4 separate regions of the Mus musculus genome follow, and all the other regions are linked to region 2. The links are chromatin contacts, called in public Hi-C maps. All regions are on one chromosome and are shown on one strand. Each heading gives the region's core, a stretch centred on a gene start, on an enhancer-like site or on the middle of the called end of the contact. The rest is flanking DNA. Distances are from core to core; before and after follow the strand shown. Region 1 overlaps Lrmda (leucine rich melanocyte differentiation associated). Region 2 overlaps Lrmda (leucine rich melanocyte differentiation associated). Region 3 overlaps Lrmda (leucine rich melanocyte differentiation associated). Region 4 overlaps Lrmda (leucine rich melanocyte differentiation associated).

The links. A called contact is a pair of places that touch in the nucleus more often than the background predicts.
Region 1: a Hi-C map of the N1E-115 cell line shows a contact between it and region 2, with 22 times the contacts expected there. The contact joins two enhancer-like sites. A contact is called at or near these places in 3 of 484 Hi-C or Micro-C datasets (the N1E-115 cell line, nephron progenitors and uterus).
Region 3: a Hi-C map of uterus shows a contact between it and region 2, with 6 times the contacts expected there. The contact joins two enhancer-like sites. A contact is called at or near these places in 2 of 484 Hi-C or Micro-C datasets (both in uterus) and 1 of 115 datasets of contacts at active chromatin or transcription factors (embryonic forebrain).
Region 4: a contact with region 2 is called in a Hi-C map of uterus, with 8 times the contacts expected there. The contact joins two enhancer-like sites. A contact is called at or near these places in 1 of 39 promoter capture datasets (the HPC-7 cell line) and 3 of 484 Hi-C or Micro-C datasets (all in uterus).

What each region holds. Positions count from the first base shown.
Region 1 is chr14:23,051,365-23,054,369 of GRCm38.p6, reverse strand. The region is part of intron 6 of Lrmda (leucine rich melanocyte differentiation associated); the gene reads right to left. The region is part of intron 2 of Gm10248 (predicted gene 10248); the gene reads left to right. Among named protein-coding and RNA genes, the nearest start is that of Gm10248, 42 kb to the left of the region's middle. Within about 2 kb of position 1,344, at least 30 of the 459 cell types and tissues checked have an H3K27ac peak or open chromatin away from gene starts, as enhancers often do. A contact at or near this core is called in the N1E-115 cell line, where this site is marked.
Region 2 is chr14:22,089,763-22,092,970 of GRCm38.p6, reverse strand. The region is part of intron 2 of Lrmda (leucine rich melanocyte differentiation associated); the gene reads right to left. Among named protein-coding and RNA genes, the nearest start is that of Gm41107, 60 kb to the right of the region's middle. Within about 2 kb of position 1,885, at least 35 of the 459 cell types and tissues checked have an H3K27ac peak or open chromatin away from gene starts, as enhancers often do. A contact at or near this core is called in the N1E-115 cell line and uterus, where this site is marked.
Region 3 is chr14:22,904,970-22,908,171 of GRCm38.p6, reverse strand. The region is part of intron 6 of Lrmda (leucine rich melanocyte differentiation associated); the gene reads right to left. Among named protein-coding and RNA genes, the nearest start is that of Gm30783, 26 kb to the left of the region's middle. Within about 2 kb of position 1,616, at least 77 of the 459 cell types and tissues checked have an H3K27ac peak or open chromatin away from gene starts, as enhancers often do. A contact at or near this core is called in uterus, where this site is marked.
Region 4 is chr14:22,756,080-22,758,865 of GRCm38.p6, reverse strand. The region is part of intron 5 of Lrmda (leucine rich melanocyte differentiation associated); the gene reads right to left. All of the region lies in intron 1 of Gm30926 (a long non-coding RNA gene), which reads left to right. Among named protein-coding and RNA genes, the nearest start is that of Gm30926, 44 kb to the left of the region's middle. Within about 2 kb of position 1,300, at least 4 of the 459 cell types and tissues checked have an H3K27ac peak or open chromatin away from gene starts, as enhancers often do. A contact at or near this core is called in uterus, where this site is marked.

The sequences.
Region 1 (3,005 bases), core at 95-2,594, 960 kb before region 2:
TTGAAAATACAGATGTACACATCTAGGGCACTGGGAATCAAACTCAGGCCCTCATGCTTGCACAATCTGCCTCTACGCTCCCTAAACTTTGTTCTTAAATAAGGATTAAAATAGTGTATAGAAACTTCTAGGGGTAGTGTAGATCTGCCCTGCTTTGGATAGTCAGAGGCAAACTTGAAGGTTATCCGGGTCCCAGGAGCTCTCTGAGTTGGAAGAGGGACAAGATGACAGCATTTGGGACCTGGCTCTTTCTCTTGCTGTGTTGCCATAGACAGCTTTATTGTGGGTTACTCTTGCTACTTGACTTGGCTTTCCTGCCCCTCCACGTCCCTAGGCCCCCGTTTCTGGTTTTTGGTATTGGTCTAGTGCCTGGAAATATTGAGCTTGTGTGAAACCTTACTCAGACCTTCCTTGTGACCCATTCTCTCAGCTATTAGCACAAAGCTGCTCCCTTTACTGTATTTTATAGTGCCTAGAGTTGTGCTAACAGCCTCATCAATGCCAGAACCCTGGTGGTCTAAGGGCTGGGCTGGTCACATTCTACCTCCCTTACTGGCTTGGCTGCATATGTCTCAGATGCATGGGAAACCCCACAAAAGACTGTCTTGAACCTGGCTGATTTGAGCAAACCCTCAAAAGATCTGGAGGGACCGTACAAAGGATGTTAATTTTTTTTCTATAGTACCAAGACAGCATGCATTTTTAAAAAGACAGGGATAGGGTTTGTCAGATATCATAAAGAACAGTCAGTCCTTCTCCCAAGCAAACTCTTGACAGGCAGTCATGTGTACACACACCATTGTCTGCCGTGGTTGCACTTCTTTCCATAAACTTGTCCACACATCTGGGCACTCTCTGTCTTTTCTTTCTATCCCTTTCCATGCTGAATTTCCATTCTAGATGCAAACAGATGGAAAGCAGTGTTCCTGGAACATGGGCCCGGGCTGCACTCTGAGCCATGCTCACACATCTCTGGTTGGCACTGATAAAAGTCCTTTTTAAGGCCTGCCCTATTTCTTTGGGCCTGGAAGCAAGTCTGTTTATAGACATCCTGGCGAGAAAGGGCTGTTTGATGAATGCAGGAGACCGCGGCTAGGTGTCAGCGCTTGGAAAATGAGGCAAGGACGTGAGTTATTAATATTGTCAATGATCTCTTGATGGGAAAACAGATACTGCACTCACTGTCAGATTTAAATAGACATTGAGTGCATTAATGACAAAAGGGCAGACTTCAAACAAAGGGGCTGTGTGCTGGGAAGCTGACTTGGTCTCTGGGCTGGCACTAACCTGATCTGAAAAGACACTGTCAGGACTGGAGACAGGCCCAGGATTGTGCATGGTGACAGAAAACAGAGATGCTGACAGAGATACCAGCGCCATATTATGCCAAGGACACTCGAGCACTGTCTGGGACTCTAACGCAGGCTGACATCACTTCCTAACATGCAAGTTTTTTTCTTCTGTTCCTGAAGTACCAGCATGTTTCTTCTATACATCATTCCAAAACTTGCCATGCCCGTGAAGCTCCTGGCAGCCTTGGTCTGTAGGAGCTGTGCGATCAGGGCCTACAGATAACCTAAATCAATCTCACCCTGGGTTGCCCAAGGGATGACACTTCTCCTTTGATAGCTGGGTGACTTAAGGTGATCAGAGGGCTAATGTGTCATTAAACTCTTTTTTTCCCTTTTTTTACAATTGAATATTTTCTTTATTTACATTTCAAATGGTATCCCCTTTCCTGGTCCCCACCCCCTCAGAAACCACCTATCCTATCCCACCCACCCACCCACTCCTACCTGCCTGTCCTTGCATTCCCCTACACTCAGGCATTGAACCTTCACAGGACCAAGGGTCTCTCTTCCCATTGATGGTTGACAAGGTCATCCTCAGCTACATATGCAACTGGAGCTATGGGTTCCTCCATGTATACTCTTTGGTTGGTGGTTTAGATCCTGGGAGCTCTGGGGTGTCTGGTTGGTTGATATTGTTCTTTCTGTGGGGTTGCAAATCCCTTCAGCTCCTTCAGTTCTTTCTCTAACTCCTCCATTGGGGACCCCATGCTCAGTCCAATGGTTGGCTGTGAGCATCTACCTCTGTACTTGTCAGGATCTGGCAGAGCCTCTCAGGAGACAGCTCTATCAGGCTCCTTTCAGAAAGCACTTCTTGGCATCCACAATAGTGACTAGGTTTGGTGACTGTATATGGAATGGATCCCCAGATGGGCAGTCTCTGGATGGCCTTTTCTTCAGTCTCTACTCCACACTTCGTCTCCATATTAGGGGTGGCCTGGCAACCCCAAATAAAACCTAGCTGGCTCTTGCTAGTCTGTGGATGAGGGTGCTCAGGCTAGAGACATCCAGATGATTAAATTAAGCTAGCCTTGCCCCTCACACATTCTTTGTGGGAGCCCACAGTAGGGAGGTTACGACTCAAAATATTTGACTTTTGTAGCTTAAAAACACAAAACAAACAAACAAAAAAACCAAGACATTAAGAAGGGTACATACCCATGTGTGGCCAGAGGACTTTTATTTATTAAGGAAGTCATTTATGAAGTCAGTTTTGATCGTATGAGTAGCTCCTGTCCCCATTTCTGTCTTCCTCAACTAGAATAACTGCCCGAATGTCCGAGGCTGTGAAACGCTGCAGTAGCAGCCATTTGTTTGCACTTTGATTTTCCCAGGGAGGTTCTCTGAGGCTGGAATTTGGGATGTGGTGGTGAGTCAGTAGGCCATAGCCTCTGACACATCTGCAACAGATTCTGTTTGTATCTCCTCAGACTCTATGGTTGCAGAAACGGAGGGAGGCAACATATTTAGTGGCATGCAGAGTGTTTTTAATTAAAACACAAGGCTTTGGCCTTAGTGAGGCAGCCTGGCCATACATCAGGCCAATGTGCAGATGTCGGTGCGGGGGTTTCTTTGGGGGGCTCTGAAAAACGACAGTGTGCTGTCCCCTGGGGAATCCTCTCCTGCCAGATGAAACTCCTATTTTTTCTTAAGTAG
Region 2 (3,208 bases), core at 636-3,135:
ACGGTTAAAACAGGAAGACTTTTTTAAGTGCAGCGACAATCTGAAATTAATATCCTGTCACACAAATATTTATTGAGTGTGTCTTCTGTGCTGGGTACTCTGCCAGGTGTTTTCATTTCTCAGTTGAACTCAGGACAACCTTGTCTTCATGTTGCAGAGAGAAGACCAGAGGCAGGTGGCAAATGACCTCCAGAGTCACACAGTTGGGGAGCCTGTGGCCAGCTCCCCTATGCTTCTAACAGACTGGCCTCAGGATGGGTTATGGGCCCTATAAACTCCAGGTGATGAAGCAGGGTTAAGAGTTAAGGGGCTGGGGAGATGACTCCGGGGGTAAGGAAAAGGTAAAAAGCAAAAGGTCTGGGTTCAAGACCCAGCATCCACGTGAAAGCTTTGCTTTACAGAGCATGAGTGTGGAGTGGTGCAGGCAAGGGGTGAGGGGAGCGAATCCTGAGGGCTTCCTACCAGGCAGCCTAGCCAAAACAACAAGCCTCGGGCTCTCACCAAAAGCTACACAGGAAGACATCTGACATCCACCACTGACCTCCACAAGAGGGCAAGTTACCCACTCAAAAACAACCATGTACACATGTGCATGTGTGTGTGTGTGTGCTTGTGTGTGTTAAAGGCTAGAAAATTCAGTTCCTTCACTGAGATGAGAAAACTGAGGCCAGAAAACTGAAATGACTTATTCAGTGTCCCCTGGTCAAAAGGAAAATGGCTATTAGCTAACAAGAAGGAAAGCAGTTGAAAGGATGGTTGGCTTTGAGTGGGCATGATTAACCCCAAATCTGCCAGCAGTCAAGACCTGCCACCTCTCTATGACTTGCTACCATCTGCAGAGCACAAAAGACCTGAAAGAAATGCACAAAATTCCCCATGTCAGCAGATGTCAGAGATGCGGATTGGGCTACTAACATCCCAGAGAACCAGCCTAAAAGCCTAGTGTTCTTCCTAGACACAGTCTAATCAGTAGACACTAAATAAAAGTAACACAGCTATGTGGGCACAAAAGTACATCTTAAGTCAAAATAAGTGTGTTAAAGCTGGCCAGTGGTGGCACACACCTTTAGTCCCAGCACTCTGGAGGCAGAAGCAAATGGATCTCTGTGAGTTCAAGGCCAGCCTGGTTTACAGAGCAAGCTCCAGGCATCCAAGACCACACAGTGAAATCCTGTCTCAAAAAACAAACAAACAAACAAACAAAAAGAGTGTTAAGTATGATATTTGCTTATGCTCTCCTGATAAAAATTGTGTAAGTATGTTACAACATCTCTGGCCTTGTGAGTTTCTGTTCCCAAGTAACAGAGGAGATATCAGCCTAGCAATGGTGGCCCGCAAGGGCCAACAAAGAGTGGTTAAGCACTCCCACTGTCACCACTCTCAAACACCTGGTCATGTCTGATTAATGAGATGAAGTCCAGATGCTTAAAAATGTCTGCTAAATCAAAGGGGGGGGGATGGAAAGAAACAAAGAGCGCAGGGAGTAGCCCAGAAGCCTGTCTCTAATATGGTGGACTTCGTTATCTGTGATGTCTTTCAACCACAGATAACAGAGTCAACCACATGGAATCCAAGATGCGTGCCAGGTGAAAAAACACCATAAAGACATAATAAAAAGTTGCACTGGTGCCTATAAATTGCTGGGGGACTGTTAGGAGGGCAGAGCCATAAATTCTTGATGTTTCCCAAATTAGAGGGTACGGACAAATATGCAAATCTATCTGTGTGGGTAATTGAGGGCTAAAAGTCTGCTGTTGAGCACAGCTACCTCCCTCAAAGGCTTCTAGGAAGTCTGCACCAGGCACACACAACACACTCTGTAGGAATTCAATTTGGAAGCCATCATCTAAAGCACAGAGGAGAACAGGAAAGTCGTATTGCTATAATGCTTAGATTATCAATCATCTTGACAGTTTATTGGCTTTATCACCACACATACCATTAAAATGATGTCTGGCCCAGACTGTCAAAAGCAAACATTAAACAGACCAGGATTAAAAAGCAGATCGCAAACAGCACTCCAGTCAAGTTTCCCCTCTGCTCTGAAATTAGTTAGAGCAACTGACGAAGAAACTGGCCCTGGACTTTGAAGAAATACACAGCCCAAAAGGCTCCGAGTCAACTCAGACCTGACAGGCTGATAGGTCATGTCTTGTTATGGTAAATCTCAGTCCTTCTCGGCTGATTTATCACACACTCTGTGGAATAGAATTATTGCTATTGGTGAAACGGAGAAGGAAGGGAGAGGAAAGGAAATACGAGAGAGAGAGAGAGAGAGAGAGAGAGAGAGAGAGAGAGAGGCAAATACCATAATTTTCCTCATCTTGCAATCCAGGGCTTGCATCAAAAGGGCCAAGCTAGCTCCCTGAAGTGGGGTAGGAATGCTAATAAATTCACACTACTATGCAAACAGATTAACATTACCCCCACACAGGTTATTAAAATAATTTTACAGATTCGGAAGAACCGACTAGGCAGCCGAAGACACATTCATAATTCAAGAGCTGGAGACAGGGAAAGAGTTACGAACCTTATACGTTTTTGAAAATGCCTCTGCATGTGTCACTTTGGCAAGGAAATCTCAACACAATTAAAACTATACTAGCACATCAATAGGGCTCAATTGAGAGCTGTGTACCTGCCTTTTACTAGGCTGCTGCTTTATGGATGCCTCGGGAAGAAAGGCGAAATGGGAACTTCACTGCTAATTAAAGGGAACCTTCAGGGCCTGAGGAGAAATGGTGGCATTTCTCAAATACATATAAAAGGAGGGCGTTTTCAAAACTCTCTGCCAAGGGTTTGGCTTTTCCACAGTCCCTAGAACTGCTCTCTGTGTGTTTGGAAGTTGCAGAGCTATTCTGTTTGTGATTAATAGCTTGCTTTCCAGTACAAATAAGTCATTAAGAACGGTGGGGTGGGGCGCAGAGAAGCAATGGCTAGAAGCTGGCCCAGAAACATCCCAGCCAGTAGGAAACGCATTCCACATTTCTCAACCTTTCACCCCCTTGATTATTTACCCAAGTGGGGTCCCCTCTGGGTGACTTCAGCATGACCCCTTAAGTGAAAAACCTCACTGGGTTTTTCACAGAGGCCTCTTCTCTTGCTCCCTTCCTGTAGGCCTCATTGGCACCTCAGGGGCTCAGTGAACACATTATTTAGAAAAACCTCTGCGGTTGACAGGACAAATACTGCATGATCACAGATGGCT
Region 3 (3,202 bases), core at 367-2,866, 820 kb before region 2:
TCAGTTATCCAGTGTAGCTCTGCTAGACTGAAAACCCAAGGCATTCCCCATTGCCAGTCCATATCACAATCAATGTTGATTGAATGTCTGAATGTAATTTGAATGAGAGGCATTTCAAAGCACAAAGGTTCTGTTCCCAATAAATTCAGTCTATATAATCAAATGCATTCTTGCTGGCCCAATCAGCAGAGGCCTGGCAGGGACAGAAAGAAAGAAAGAAAGAAAGAAAGAAAGAAAGAGAGAGAGAGAGAGAGAGAGAGAGAGAGAGAGAGAGAGAGAGGAAGAAGAAGAAGAAGGAGGGGGGAGGGAGGGAGGGAGGGAGGGAGGGAGGGAGGGAGGGAGGGAGGGAGGGAGGGAGAAAAGTAGAGAAGAGAAAAGAAAAAAGAAAACCTAAGCTTAAATCTTACAATTGCCCCTTTGAGGGTCGTTGACTCTGCAAGTTTTACAGTGGGATCCCCAAAATGAATGCTGCCTCTATGCAAAGCAACAGGGGGTCATGTTATAATTAGAATGCAATCAGTGGGATTGGTTATGGCTTGGTTCTCTTTCTGAAATGACAATCTATGCCACATCTGCCATTACATTAATATTTTCTGCCTTTTGAGAACAGGGGGAGGGTGGGTAGGGGAGGTGGAGGAAGGCATCTCTCTACTGGGCTGCTGATAGAGTTGTCTTAACTAGAAGTCTGCGTGAGCTAATCAAGGCCTGAGCAGTTCACCTTTAAAATACCCAAACCATCTGGCAGGCTGTCCCACGATAAATCTCTATGATAAATGCCTCCGTTTTGATGTTACAAAGGAACCACAGACCTGCTCAGTTTTGGCACAGCTGAGAACATACTGGCAACAGCAGAATAGAATTCAGATGTCCTCAAATAGAGAAGTAAATCATTTTGACCTGCGGGGCATAATATATTTAGAGAAAGCCTGATTGTAATAAAAAGGTTGGTCTTGTCACAGTTTCTGCTGCAGGAATGGTGATCTATTTTTTTGTTTTGTTTTGTTTTGTTTTGCTTTTCTGGTATATACTTTTCAGTTTAATGAAAACTCCAGTGAGTATCCTATAAAAGCTTTCCATCTCTACCCCTGCTTTTTGTGTGAGAGTCTTCAGACATCTCTTTCTGTCCCCTTGTGAATTGCTACAGTGGCCGCTTGCTGGTTCTCAGGCATCCTGCAGAGGAATAGCTGGAGTGGAGCATGCCTTCAGAATGATTAATCCACTTGCCTTTCACGGGTCTGTTTTGCTGGGCCCAGAGCCACTGCCAAGAAAGGACACACTGTGACCACCAGCACCAGGGAGAGAAGGCATAGCCTCTCAACTCAAGGTTAGCCTGGACCTGGTGCCGAGGGGGACTCATAAAATAAATTATGCTGTGTGGTTTTGGAAGGTAGACTTTTATGTCTCGCCAAGCTTCAGAAACAAATTATAGAGTGGTCAGTTGTCCTTATTTATTTCATGTTTTCCCCCCATAACATTAAGAAACTAATTAAACATGGATGCCAAATGGTAAGCAGTCTTTGTCCCACTTCCTTGCTTAGACACACAGTGCCTCACCCTTGGCTGTGGAGAAGGATCTCAGCCAAGCAAGGTTTAGCTAATGACAAGGCTTCAGCCGTTCTAGGGCTCCTGGGAATGCCTGGGACCTTGTGACAAGGCTTGGTGTCTTTTCCCACTCTGGCCTAGTTGGTTACAACAGCTTGACCAATTCTCTCCACAGCTGCTGGGGTCACTTTCTGGTGACTAATGGGAAAGACAGATTTCCCATCTGTCCCCTGAAAAATGGTTTAATAAAATGAGTCTGCTCACACACCCAAAGGAAGCCAGAAACAGGCATGAGAGGTGACATGTGTCCGATGAGGGGGTTTTCAATCTCACCCTGTTAGTCTCCAGACAAAGTTGGCAACAAAGAAGAGTAGCTGTTTCCCTGGGTAGAACTGAGTTGGGAAAGGAACACAGGCTGTTTTGAAGCTCACCGGAGCCTGCAGCGACGAGAGTCTGCAATTGCTCAGAGTCTCATTGAAAAAAAAGTACAAATAAATTTGAGGTCACCCTGTTCAATAAAACTTTAAAAAAATATATTTACTGACAGTCCACTTGGAAGGAAAAAGACACAAAAATTTATTGGCTGTTGGCAACTAGAGTGGAGACATGTTTCCCATACCTTTTTGTCTGCCTTGGGCAAAACAACACTTATCTAGTTGTTTGACTGTCCTACAAGGCAGTGCTCATGGTGCAGAGAGGAGACACCCACTGAATCTGTGGCTTCTTCAGCTCTTTAATCATTTCTTTGGCTTTTTCCCCGAATCCCTTCCAGGCTCTGGAGATTATGGTAGTTGACGATTCTTTGGGTTCAGTGGGGACAAAGAGAAATGTGCCAGGTAAGAGCATGTGCACCTATAGTTACAATGACATGGAATAATGGCACCCATTCACTCTCCCTTCTTCCCTGGCTCTTTACTCCCCTCAACTATGTGACTTGTCACTTCTGATGCTCACAGACCCTCTGGCCAGGTCACTTTTCAAATCTCTTCCTGCAATTAACAATGTGGCTACCAAGAGGCCCTGCAGGAAAATAAGAGACATTCCTCCTGCTCCCCGACTTCACCATGCTTTGCTTGTGGGTTTTGGCTCGACTCATTGGGGATGTTTCTCTTTTCTCATCTGCTCTTTAAAGCAAGAAGACACCTTGAGCCTAAACGTCCCAGAGAAGCAGGAAGATTAAGTGTGCAGTACTCACAGGTTGTGTACTTAACATTGATATTATTACTTTTTCTTTTTCTTTATTAGATATTTTCTTCATTTGCATTTCAAATGCTATCCCGAAAGTCCCCTATACCCTCTCCCCACCCTGTTCCCCAACCCACCCACTCCTGCTTCCTAGTCTGGCATTCCCCTGTACTGGGGCATATAATCTTTGAAAGACCTTTCGAAGGGCCTTTCATCCCATTGATGGCCTACTAGGCCATCCTTTGCTACATATGCAACTAGAGACACAAGTCTGGGGGGTACTTGTTAGTTCATATTGTTGTTTCTCCTATAGGGTTACAGGCCCCTTCAGCTTCTTGGGTACTTTCTCTAGCTCCTTCATTGGGGGCCCTGTGTTCCATCCAATAGATGACTGTGAGCATCCACTTTTGTATTTGCCAGGCACTGGCATAGCCTTACAAGAGATAGCTATATCAGGGTCCTGTCAGCAAAATCT
Region 4 (2,786 bases), core at 51-2,550, 670 kb before region 2:
TGAACTTGCAGTGTGGTGACCTCTGTAAGTCATTGCGCCCACAGAGTCAATGTCACCAGCTTAAATAACCAAAGCCTTGATCAACAGCTGCACACATAAAAAGTGTCTAGGTGATGGTTTGGTTTTTTTTCCCTCAAATTTGTTTTTATCCTGCTGAGCTGTTGGAACATCCAGGAGTCAGAGTATCTTACTATAGGAAGCTAAACAAGGATGGCTCAGGAAGAGATCCCTTGTTAGAAAAACCAGACACAACTGGATTGCAAGGGAAATATATGATTGACCCTAAAAGCAAGAGGGGTTTAAATGAGCCAGGACTCACTCTCAACAGCATTTTGGCTGATCTTATCTAAAAGGCTGCACTGTCACCTAGTAAAGGTAATGAAATGGTCCAACCCAGGCAAATGGTCCAACCCAGGCAAACATCTTTAAAGGAGGAACATTCTGCACTGCCTCTCACACCTTTCTGTAACTGGATCTTTGTCTCTAATTATTCATAATTATCCATCTCCTCATGAATGTGACAGACAACTTTCTCTTGGCTGATGGCTTCCTTCTTAGCACTTGTCCATAAAGAAAGCTGTAAATGAATGAAGCTTTGGCTCAGTGCCACCACCCTACTAAGCCAGGTTTTGGGGACACGGGCTCCAGGGGTGCTCTGCACTACTGTTAAACCATCACAGATACTTGTTGGTCACCAGGGAAAAAAAATGATTCCACGTTGGCATTCTCACTTGAAGTCGTATTGTTAAGTCAGGACTTCGCCTGAGCCTACAGCTAGAGCCTCATTTTCTGGGGTCAATATGTTTACAGCTATACACATGTTAGGGAGGATCCAACTATGCCCGGGGAGTTCTGATAATTGGTGCCTGGGTCGGCCAAGAAAACTCAGTGGGGGAAAAAAAATCAGAAAAGAAAGAACAATTTGCTCATAAAATTAGGGAGGAATAGATCAGCGGTTTTTGTAAAGCCATAAAGCAGCTCAAGGAAGTCTTGAGAAAAACAAACTCCCTAAATCACTCTCTCCCTCACTCTCCTGCTGCTCCAGACAGCAAACAGGATATGCTTCCTTGGAACTGTCTATAAATTTAGGGTGAGAAAAACAAATCAGATCTTGTGGACAGAGCACTAGGCTGCAAGGAACATGGTTAGATTTCCCGTCTACTTGGAGGAAGACACCCAACAGCATTTTCTCATCAAATATTGGTGATAAGAAAGGCATTTAGTGCTCCAGGGGATGGGGTTGCTGTGGGTGGGTGGTATGACATTAAAAAGTTATAGCCAGTGTCCTATAAAACATCGCAGGCCCATCCACACATGCTCGCTCTGTTCTCAAGCCAAGGATAATAGTATTGCAGTGCAGCACCATCAGCATTAGCTGGAGCAGAGATGTCCTTTTGCCAGAGAACTTTAGAAACACAGTTCTTAATCAGTGGAGATGCCATGAACTTCTTTAGGGTGCATAGAAAAAAGCTAAAGCTAGCCTATCATTTCTGAAAATCCAGCTCTCTTGAGGTCGATCTGACCTTACCTTCTTGCCCCAGGTTCTTCCTCCAGTGTCAAGCTACTTCTTGCCAATCTGAACCTAAGAAACTGGGTTACAAAGTACAAAATCAGAAATTAATTGCTGCCCAAACTTGAAGGGACATCTTTTAGGGCATAAAGAGAACATTTGAGTACTCTAAAAAGGGGACTTGATCTTGAGAAAGAAGCCTGGGGTGGGGCAAAGTGTTACCTAGCTATGGCGGAGAACTCAAACTGATTTTGTAGATCAAGGCATCTCAGCCTCCATTTTTAATACTTTGCACTTCATAATTCCTTCCTTCTGAGAACTCTTCTGAGAGCCTTCTGAGAGATCACAGATCCTTAGCTAAAGCCTTGTGTATGAGGTAAGCACACATCTGCTCCAAAAGAATGCACTTTTCAATGTCTTCAAGGGACTGGGAAGAGAGTTCAGCAAGTACCATGCCTGGCACTGAGGCATGTAGACCTGAGCTACAGCATAGCATGCACATTAAAGCTGAGCATGCTGGCACATCTGTTATTTTTGTCATGTGACCCAAAATAGGGGATCCCTGAAAATGTTTGTTCCACTATCAGTGGAATGAGTGAGTAGCAGGTTCAGTGAAAGACTCTGTCTTGGGGGGAAAAAAAAAAAGGTGGATGTCAAAGAAGATGACAATGCAGACCTCTGGCCTGCACATATGCATTCACGCATGCACCTGACTGCACATGCATACACAGGAACACACAAATATCTATAACACAGACATCTTCAGAGATCATTAAATAGACATCAAGGATGTCAAAGGATTTCCCTAGTGGAGAACCATTGCCCTAAACTACTGGGCAAATCCATTCCAGAAACTCTCTGGGCCTGGTTTAAAACAAAACAAAACAAAACAAAACAAAACAAAACAAAACAAAACAAAATGGTTTCCTAAGGATCTGTCCTCATGTGTTCTTTGCCATGATCCGAGAAAACCTGATTCTTCTGCATGTAATAGCAACCTTGTGCTTGGGCTTCTTAGTAAAGGCCAATGTTGGTTCACTGTAAGGTGAACGTTAGATCTGAAAAGTAACTTCTACCATTATACTCAATGAGCTAAGGAAAGAGACAGCATCAAAAGAGTCGAGAGTCATGGTTCACCATGAAGGACAGACCTGTGGAGAGGCTTCTGAGGAGAGACATGGCCACAGAAGAGGCATAGCCACTGTTCTTGGATGCAGGGAGACATGGTAAAGAATCTCTGCTTCTTTCTCCCTTCTTACAAGTAACTTCTCATTCC